Regions from separate parts of the Sus scrofa genome. Here region 1 is linked to region 2. The links are chromatin contacts, called in public HiChIP or PLAC-seq maps. All regions are on one chromosome and are shown on one strand. The core of a region is the stretch at or near the end of the contact, and the rest is flanking DNA. Distances in the headings are between cores, read along the strand shown.

What was found. HiChIP or PLAC-seq counts read pairs in DNA pulled down with a chosen protein or histone mark.
Region 1: an H3K27ac HiChIP or PLAC-seq map of alveolar macrophages shows a contact between it and region 2. The contact joins two enhancer-like sites. A contact is called at or near these places in 2 of 2 datasets of contacts at active chromatin or transcription factors (alveolar macrophages and skeletal muscle).

The regions. Positions count from the first base shown.
Region 1 is chr16:46,491,450-46,495,395 of Sscrofa11.1, forward strand. The region is part of intron 2 of PIK3R1 (phosphatidylinositol 3-kinase regulatory subunit alpha); the gene reads left to right. Among named protein-coding and RNA genes, the nearest start is that of PIK3R1, 59 kb to the left of the region's middle. Within about 2 kb of position 1,477, at least 7 of the 83 cell types and tissues checked have an H3K27ac peak or open chromatin away from gene starts, as enhancers often do. A contact at or near this core is called in alveolar macrophages, where this site is marked.
Region 2 is chr16:46,071,439-46,075,165 of Sscrofa11.1, forward strand. No RefSeq gene overlaps it. Among named protein-coding and RNA genes, the nearest start is that of PIK3R1, 360 kb to the right of the region's middle. Within about 2 kb of position 1,578, at least 13 of the 83 cell types and tissues checked have an H3K27ac peak or open chromatin away from gene starts, as enhancers often do. A contact at or near this core is called in alveolar macrophages, where this site is marked.

The DNA.
Region 1 (3,946 bases), core at 227-2,726, 420 kb after region 2:
TTGGCTTCACCACCGCTTTTAGAGCCTTCTGCTCTTCTTGTCTTCTTTCTCCTTAAGCGATACAGATTTCTTCTGATGAAAAATGATTCCCCAAATGAAAAACTGATGTTGGACTGAAGTAGGGGAGTTGAAAATTCACCCAGAGTTTTAAGAGTAGACTTGGCTATCCAGACATACACACTGGCTACAGCCAGATTTAAAAAAAAAAAAAAAAATTCTTCATTCAGGTGTAAAAGTCTGTCTGGAAGGCGAAATCAAGTGAGAATTGATGTGTCAACTTGATGAGAATCATGCTCTGGTAATTTGTGTTTTGTTTGATAGTCGCCATATATAATCTCTGTATATTTAAATATGCATATTTAGTTATATCACATTTTAGTTTATTGAACTGTGTGATATGGTACTTTATCATGGACTTTTCAGAGGACAACTTGCCAAATTTGGTACTTCCTAGCAACTGTCATTTCCTGTTGGAATTTCCTAAGGTGGGATCTAACAGAAATGTAAATATTGACCTTGTATATTTGATAAAATTAAAGGAATGGTGGATTTTAGGGTTGTTGAAATAATTAGTATTTTGCTTTAGAACGGCATTTTCGACTTTCGCTGCTAATTGATCCTGGTGCCCAAAGTGGAAAATGTGAACTTTAAAGGCTTCTTGTGTAGTGCTTCCTCATTCCCTATGTTTAAACATTTTAAAGGGGAAATGGATTGAATCATAGATATTGTGCTAGAGAATAGGAAATCCTTGAATTGTTACTTTAAAAAGTCTTCTCTCTTTGTAAAATTTACCTTTTAACATTCCCATGGCAAAACTTTGATCAGGTAGGATGGATTTCTCTACTTGGGTAATATACTTTCTTCAATATTAAAAATTCAGTGATATGTTCAGTCAATATAGTACAAAAGGAGTACCTGTACTCCACACTATATGGTCTAGTTTTTTCTTATTAAAATATTCCAGGGTGCACTTTGTGAGGTGTTGTTGCAAGGACCTGGTCGCCATCACAATGCTTTTTAGAAACTTCATGTAGCATTTGAATGAGTAAAACCAGTGGTATTTTGCAGCTCAGGATATGGAAAGGTAACTACCATATTTGCCAGAGACACATTGAAAGGCTAAGGAAATAAGGTAGTGTGCCCCCCACCCCCACCTTCTTCAAGCTGAAGTGAAGAAATAAGAGCAGTAGAAACAACTTTATATGTAGTATTTGCCAACCCAGTAATAGAACAACTGTCAGATGCATATTTCAATCACTGTTAAGTGAAATCTCTAATTATCACTTAACTTCCATATTTGCCTGCAGAAATGATTGTGTTGATAAGATTCTACAAGGCGATAAACCTTGATTAAGTAATTCCATTTTCAGTTGCCAACTTTATTAAAAAAAAAAATGCCTGTGTAATTTATGAAGAACAGGAAGGAGGAACTAGGCATGTTGGTTGGACGAGTGTTGTGTGGATTTGTGGGTTCCTGTGTTTGCTGTTTAGCTTTTAGCTTTCTGGACCTTGGCATGTGCTGTGAGCTCTGTAAGTTTGAGAGGACCATGGAGAAACACTACAGTGAGCCCCCATTAGTAACATGTCCCTACCTTTATGTTTTCCTTCTGTCACCTTATGCTGCTGGGATGATATTTTGCACAGTGTAGAAAGCATTTACGGGGGAGGAGGTTTTTGTGAGCTGATCAGCTCAGGCAAAGGGAAGTAGTTGATCATTTGTCAGAGGAAATGAAATGTTGTGCTCTTTCATTTTCTAGTATTTCTTGTTTTAAATCTTAACCGTGCTTTCAATGCTCAAGACTACAAACCTTGCAAGGTATTGGTGTTTCTAGCACTTTTTCAGGTATCCTCATATTTTTATAGATTTTGGCCGAAGTTATTGCTGGATTTTTGTCAGGCAGGGGGTGAGGGTTACCCAGATGGATTTGCTTCTCCTAATAGCATGTCCTAAAATGTACTGTTAACCCAAAACAGATTGCTGGTTCCCTTCCTGGCTCTCCTGATTCAGGGAGTTTGTGGTCGTACCCAGGCATCTGTCTTCCACAGGTTCTCCCCGTGATCCATTGGTGCAGGCAGGCGGGGGAAAAACACGGGTGCGGTGATGTTCCCACTCAGCTCTCCTCATCGTGACCATCATTATGGCATCTAGCGGCATATCTGTCCTGCCTTTATGCCTTTGTAAAATGTGTTTGAGTGCTGTTGCCATGGGACAAAGTGGCCCAGGAAACTGAGTGATAACCTTTGTATGCCCTGAGTTCAGGTGCTGAAGCCCATGTCTGGTTCCTTGTTCTCGGGGACAGCTTTATCATGGGCTCTTTGTAGCACAAAGTCAACTTGGGAATCTTTTAGCTACTGTTGGCAAAATTTGCCCTGGCTCAGATTATAGGCTTCTTCAATACCGTGGTCACCAGCCAGATAGACCTATTTCACTTTAAATCAGTAAGTATTAAAAAATTCACTTCCTCCTTTGCAGTAGCTCCACTTTCAAGTGCTCAGCAGCACCTGTTGGGTGGCACAACTAATAGAACATTCCATCATCACAGCAGGTTTTATGGGAGGGTGCTGCTCTACGATTTCCTTCCGTAACATAGCTCTTCTCCTTTTATCGTGGGCAGTTAGAATGGCTAATAGAGTTAGGTGGCAAGATCACATTATAGTCTATCTCAGGGAATACTGCAACCTAAAGGGGTCTTAGAGTCTAGGGTTTGGGTTTTCAAAATGACAGAAATGAGGTTAAAATTTAACAACATAAGCTGACTTTACTCTTGTCTTGTGAATCTGTTCTTTTCCCATGCTGACTCAGTACTAGAAAGATGGGCTTCATTAGACATTTGCTTATTAACCTGGTACGTGGCTTATAATAAAGAATCACACCACTAAGATCTCATTGAGATGACGTTGTCAGTATTCAGTTTTTCTTAGATTATATAAACTATTCCTAGATAAAAGTACATACCTTTATGAACCTTAAGTGTCTAAAAGTTTATTGATGGCTGATAAACAGACTACACATGTAGCTATTTTCATTTACTCATTTACTCATATTCTGCAGTTTGAGGAATTTGACATGAGTCTATTTAGCTCCCTCTTCTGGTATATTATGAGAAAAATATTTTTACTTAAGATGGTTTCATGTATTTGTGGAGTAAAGATACAGTTACCAGTGTAAGGTTGAAGGACATTATTTGTGTCATCCAATTGGATTTTATTTCTTTTGTATCGTTGGGTAAAACATGTAGGTAAAGCATGGAAAAACAGTTTACGAAGGCATTACATTTCTTAAGATGGTAACTGACCAAAACATACGTAAGCAGATAAAGGCTTTTCTACAGCACATGCACAAGCACTCCATTGAATGTCAAGTGGCGGGGGGGTCATTTGTACTGGCTTTGTCTCTGATAGTAAGCTCACCCCCACATTTGTGGGACTTGGGGCAAGAGCACAGAAGGAGGCCCAAGTGACCCTGTGTCTAAATATTTTAAAGTTATAAATCACAATAACAGATGTTTAGTAAAATCTGTTCTGGCCCCCTACCTGGACAGTGATTTCTTCACAATGACCAGGAGGCCAGATTTGCATTTAGGTTTCTTGGGTTCTGAGTTTTGCCCTAAGAGCATGGTGATATCGAAAGTGTTGCCCGGACCCACCCCTGCCTTGGCCCTGCACCTGCACTGCCAGGGACCTTGCAAATCCAGACTCCATGCAGTCCTGAGCCCCACCCCCCTCAGCCTCCACCCACTCCCGGGGCCCAAGGGGGTTCCCCTGAAGGGCGGTCAGCCCTGGGGAGGATAGACCCTGGGGAAGAGGCCTCAGAGGCCACTGGGGCAAGGGAGCCTGGGCTTCTGGGAAGTGTTCCTAGTGTGTCCTAGGAGAGAAGCAGCAAGCCAGTCCCCTTGGCCCCCAAAACTCTTCACACTGTGGGAAGAGCCACAGCTGGAGGGTGGCC
Region 2 (3,727 bases), core at 328-2,827:
GCTTGTGTTGTAACATTAATTTTTAGAGAAAGATGAACATTTTAGCCTCTTGAGTGCAGTTTTCCTGGGCTTGAACATCAGTGGGTTAAACATAATAATCATCTATGGAACACCTACTCTGTGCTTGGGGTCCTGCTACGTCTTTGGTGTCAAACATACTGTATGGCTATGTGCTATACACTCAGGTTGAGGGGAGGACAAACTGGAAGATGTTTCACTTTCTTCCATGCACAAACAGGATGGTATGAATACTTAAAGGACCAGATATTTCCCCCCCCCCGAGACAAATTAGTAACAGTATACATAAATTTTTCTTTGCTCTCAGAAGTTGCAGTGGTGACCTGGTTATTTGCATTCTGATCCTATTACACACCATGTGGATACTTTATGAGAACAAAGGCAAGAATGAATAGAAATCACACACACAAAATCTTGCTAGCTCGTTGCTTTGGGTCTCTGCTTCATCTTATAGTGACAACTTGGGTCAAGGCTTCTTTTAAAGACATTTTACTAAGTGAATCCATTAATTTATTTTTATCACGATAGAAACATGGATCCTGAGATTTAATATATCTTCCTCATAGAGAACATTTTTTCCATTAAATACCTACAAACAGCCTAAGTCAGGGAAAATGGAGCATGAGCACCGTTTCATATTAGATCAGAGATTGCTTTGGGTGAGTAGGTTGAGAGGTGAGAAGTGGCTGCCTGAATCAATAGGAAAAATAAGAAAGAAAAAGCCCTTCTTGACTAGAGGAACAAGCCCTAGAGAAGAAACAGCCTCTAGGAGGGTTCATACATCCATTTAATCCGCCTTTGCTCTTGTTATCTTCATAACTTATTCTAGTTTAGTTTATTTTTTCAGGGATGCACCTGTCGTGTATGGAAGTTCCCAGGCTAGGGTTCGAATCAGAGCTATAATTGCCAGCCTACACCGCAGCCACAGCAACACCAAATCTGAGCCATGTCTGCAACCTACACCACAGCTCATGGCAATGCTGGATCCTTAACCCCCTGAGTGAGGCCAGAGATCGAACCTGTGTCCTCACAGATGATAAATTTGTTCTGCTGAGCCATGACAGGAACTCCTTATAACTTATTTCTAAACTCTCCTCTCCAAAACAGGCACACCCACTTCTGGTTATTTTTACCTTCTCATTTGTACCCTCTTTGAGGTTATTTTACTTTCAGTGACTTACACAAGAGCCGTCAGGGCTTTGAAAGGGCCAGACACCACTGTGACACTTTAGGTGTCCATTTCTGGACATCTAATCCCCAGTTCTTTCCTGACAAGAAAATATTACTGGTAGTTAACAAGGCCATCAGACCAGGAGTAGAATAAATCTAAGAAAGAACTGGAGACAGTTTGGGAATGGGATTGACTCGTAAGATAAGATTTAAAAAAATGAAAAGGGAGAGAATTTTTGGTGATGGAAAATATAGACTGGATTTCATCAGGGTGTGATTTGCTACTGAAAGAAACAAACAGCCAATGAGGAATGAATGGTTTACTAGAGCACTAGGCATGGTGCGAATCACCACTGAAAAGGCAGAACTGATTGCAAAATTGGAAACTTAGGTCCTAATGTGGCTCTTTGCCAGCTGTGTGATTCTGGGAAAATCACTCAGCCCTCTGAGCTTCCGTATCTTCATCTGTAAAATAAGAACACAAGCTGAGGTCATCTTTTACATTCCTTCAACCCTAGAATTGTTCTTTTCTTACCTTTTATGTTCCTAAAATCTTGAGACCAAGAGTGGGAAAATTATTCACTAAAATCTTAAATAACAGGCTTGGATTTTCACCAGAGATCATTTATACGGTAGAGGAGGGCAAAAGGGAAATGAGTCTGTAGTGAATTCGTTTTGCTGATGTAATAAATTATGGGGGAAAATAACCCTACCCACTGTGGTCTTTAAAAAGAATAACAATATTGCCCTATATTTCTATTCCATGTTATCCTTTACAGAACAATTACAAATCCATTGCTTTGTTTGATATTTATAGTCATTAGGAGAAACAGGCAGGAAATTGCATATCTATTACCTTGTTTGATACAGCAATTAGGAGAAATGGTAGGAAAACCACTATTTTTACTAGTGACATTAAATTCAGAAAGTTTAACTGTCTTTCAGTCAGGAGCCTCCAGGACAGGGTGCAAATACCCTTGAAAGACACAAATGATGCATTAAGGTGCAAAGGAGAAATGAGAAAAATTCCATTTATGTTTATTTTGTGTCACTCTTTTACTTTCTTTCTCTGTGTTAAGACCTGTAATGTATTAGCACATAGTATTAACATAAGCATTTCATGAATATAATTTTTATGTGGGATCATATGTTTTATGCATTAATTCCTTGATAAAATATATTTGGAGACTATGCTTTACAAAACATTTGGGGGGGAAGTCAAGAGAATAAAACAATTGCTAAGGCTATTCTTAGGGGTCCCTCTTTTGCTTATTCCTTATGAGGACTAGGGGAAGGTGGGAAGGGCTGTGGAAAGGAACAGGTTCAATAAGAATCTTGAAGAAAATCCAGAAAAGTAGACTAACAAATGGAACTGCTCTGGCCGAAGTGGGGCAGCTGGTCACATGCTCCCCACCAACACAGAGGCCCTTTGTTTCTCTCTCACACTGCAGCTCTTTGTCAATCATAATCAACAATTCCATTCAGCTGTTCTTGCTGCCACTTTTCTCCTGCCTTTCAAGTCTATTAGGCAATAAATGTAAGGTAGAACTTCACAAGCCTTTAAAAGGTACGGTTAAAAAGGAAGAAAAATACATCCTAATTGAGGAACCTATGGGTCTTTTCTAATGGGAAAAAAAAGTCTCAGGTGCTCAGAGAAAGTAACTAGGGAATTTTCGTATTATTCATAGCTTGTAAAGTAATTGCCAACTGATTTTAGGGTTTGCCCCAATCCTTTTACTGTGCTGGAAAAGTGTATAAAATTGGGAACAAATATGTTGAGAAGGAGGAAAATTACTGCCTCTCACCCTTGGGCTCCAGGAAGGTATTTTGCTTTTTAGGGCCGCATCTGTGGCCTATGGAAGTTCCCAGACTAGGAGTCGAATCAGAGTTATAGCCGCTGGCCTAAGCCACAGCTGCAGTAACTCAGGATTTGAGCCACATCTGCAGCCTGCACCACAGCTCGCAGCAATACCAGATCCCTGACCCACTGAGCAAGGCCAGGGATTGAACCCGCATCCTCATGGATACTGGTCACATTTATTTCCACTGAGCTACAATGGGAACACCCCAGGATTATTGGTTTATTAGCACAGAAAGTATAATGGAATGGCATGTAATATTAAATAAATGGATACTCTTATTATAAGAGTATAAATAGATAATAAATGGCTACTCATAGGGCAAGTAGGAGGTCATAGGTCAGTATTTGGGACTATTTCAAGAAAAGAGAGTTATAGAAGGGGTGAACTGTTTCCTTTACATATAAAATGATATAGTACAAAAGGAGTCTACCTAAGATTATGGTCATGGTATATGCACAAATCTTTAAACTGCTTTCTCTACTTGTAATTTTTGGGAGACATTAAAGACACCAGATAATTGTTGTAGTTATTTTGTAACCAACAGAGACCACAGATGTTTCTCATGGTGGTATAACACAAGCTTGCCAAGGACTGTGGAACCTTCTGGGGATGAGTTTTTTGTATTTAGAGGGTGTGGCATTGACTCCGAGAGGTGGGAGGACCACAGGTCTTGGTTC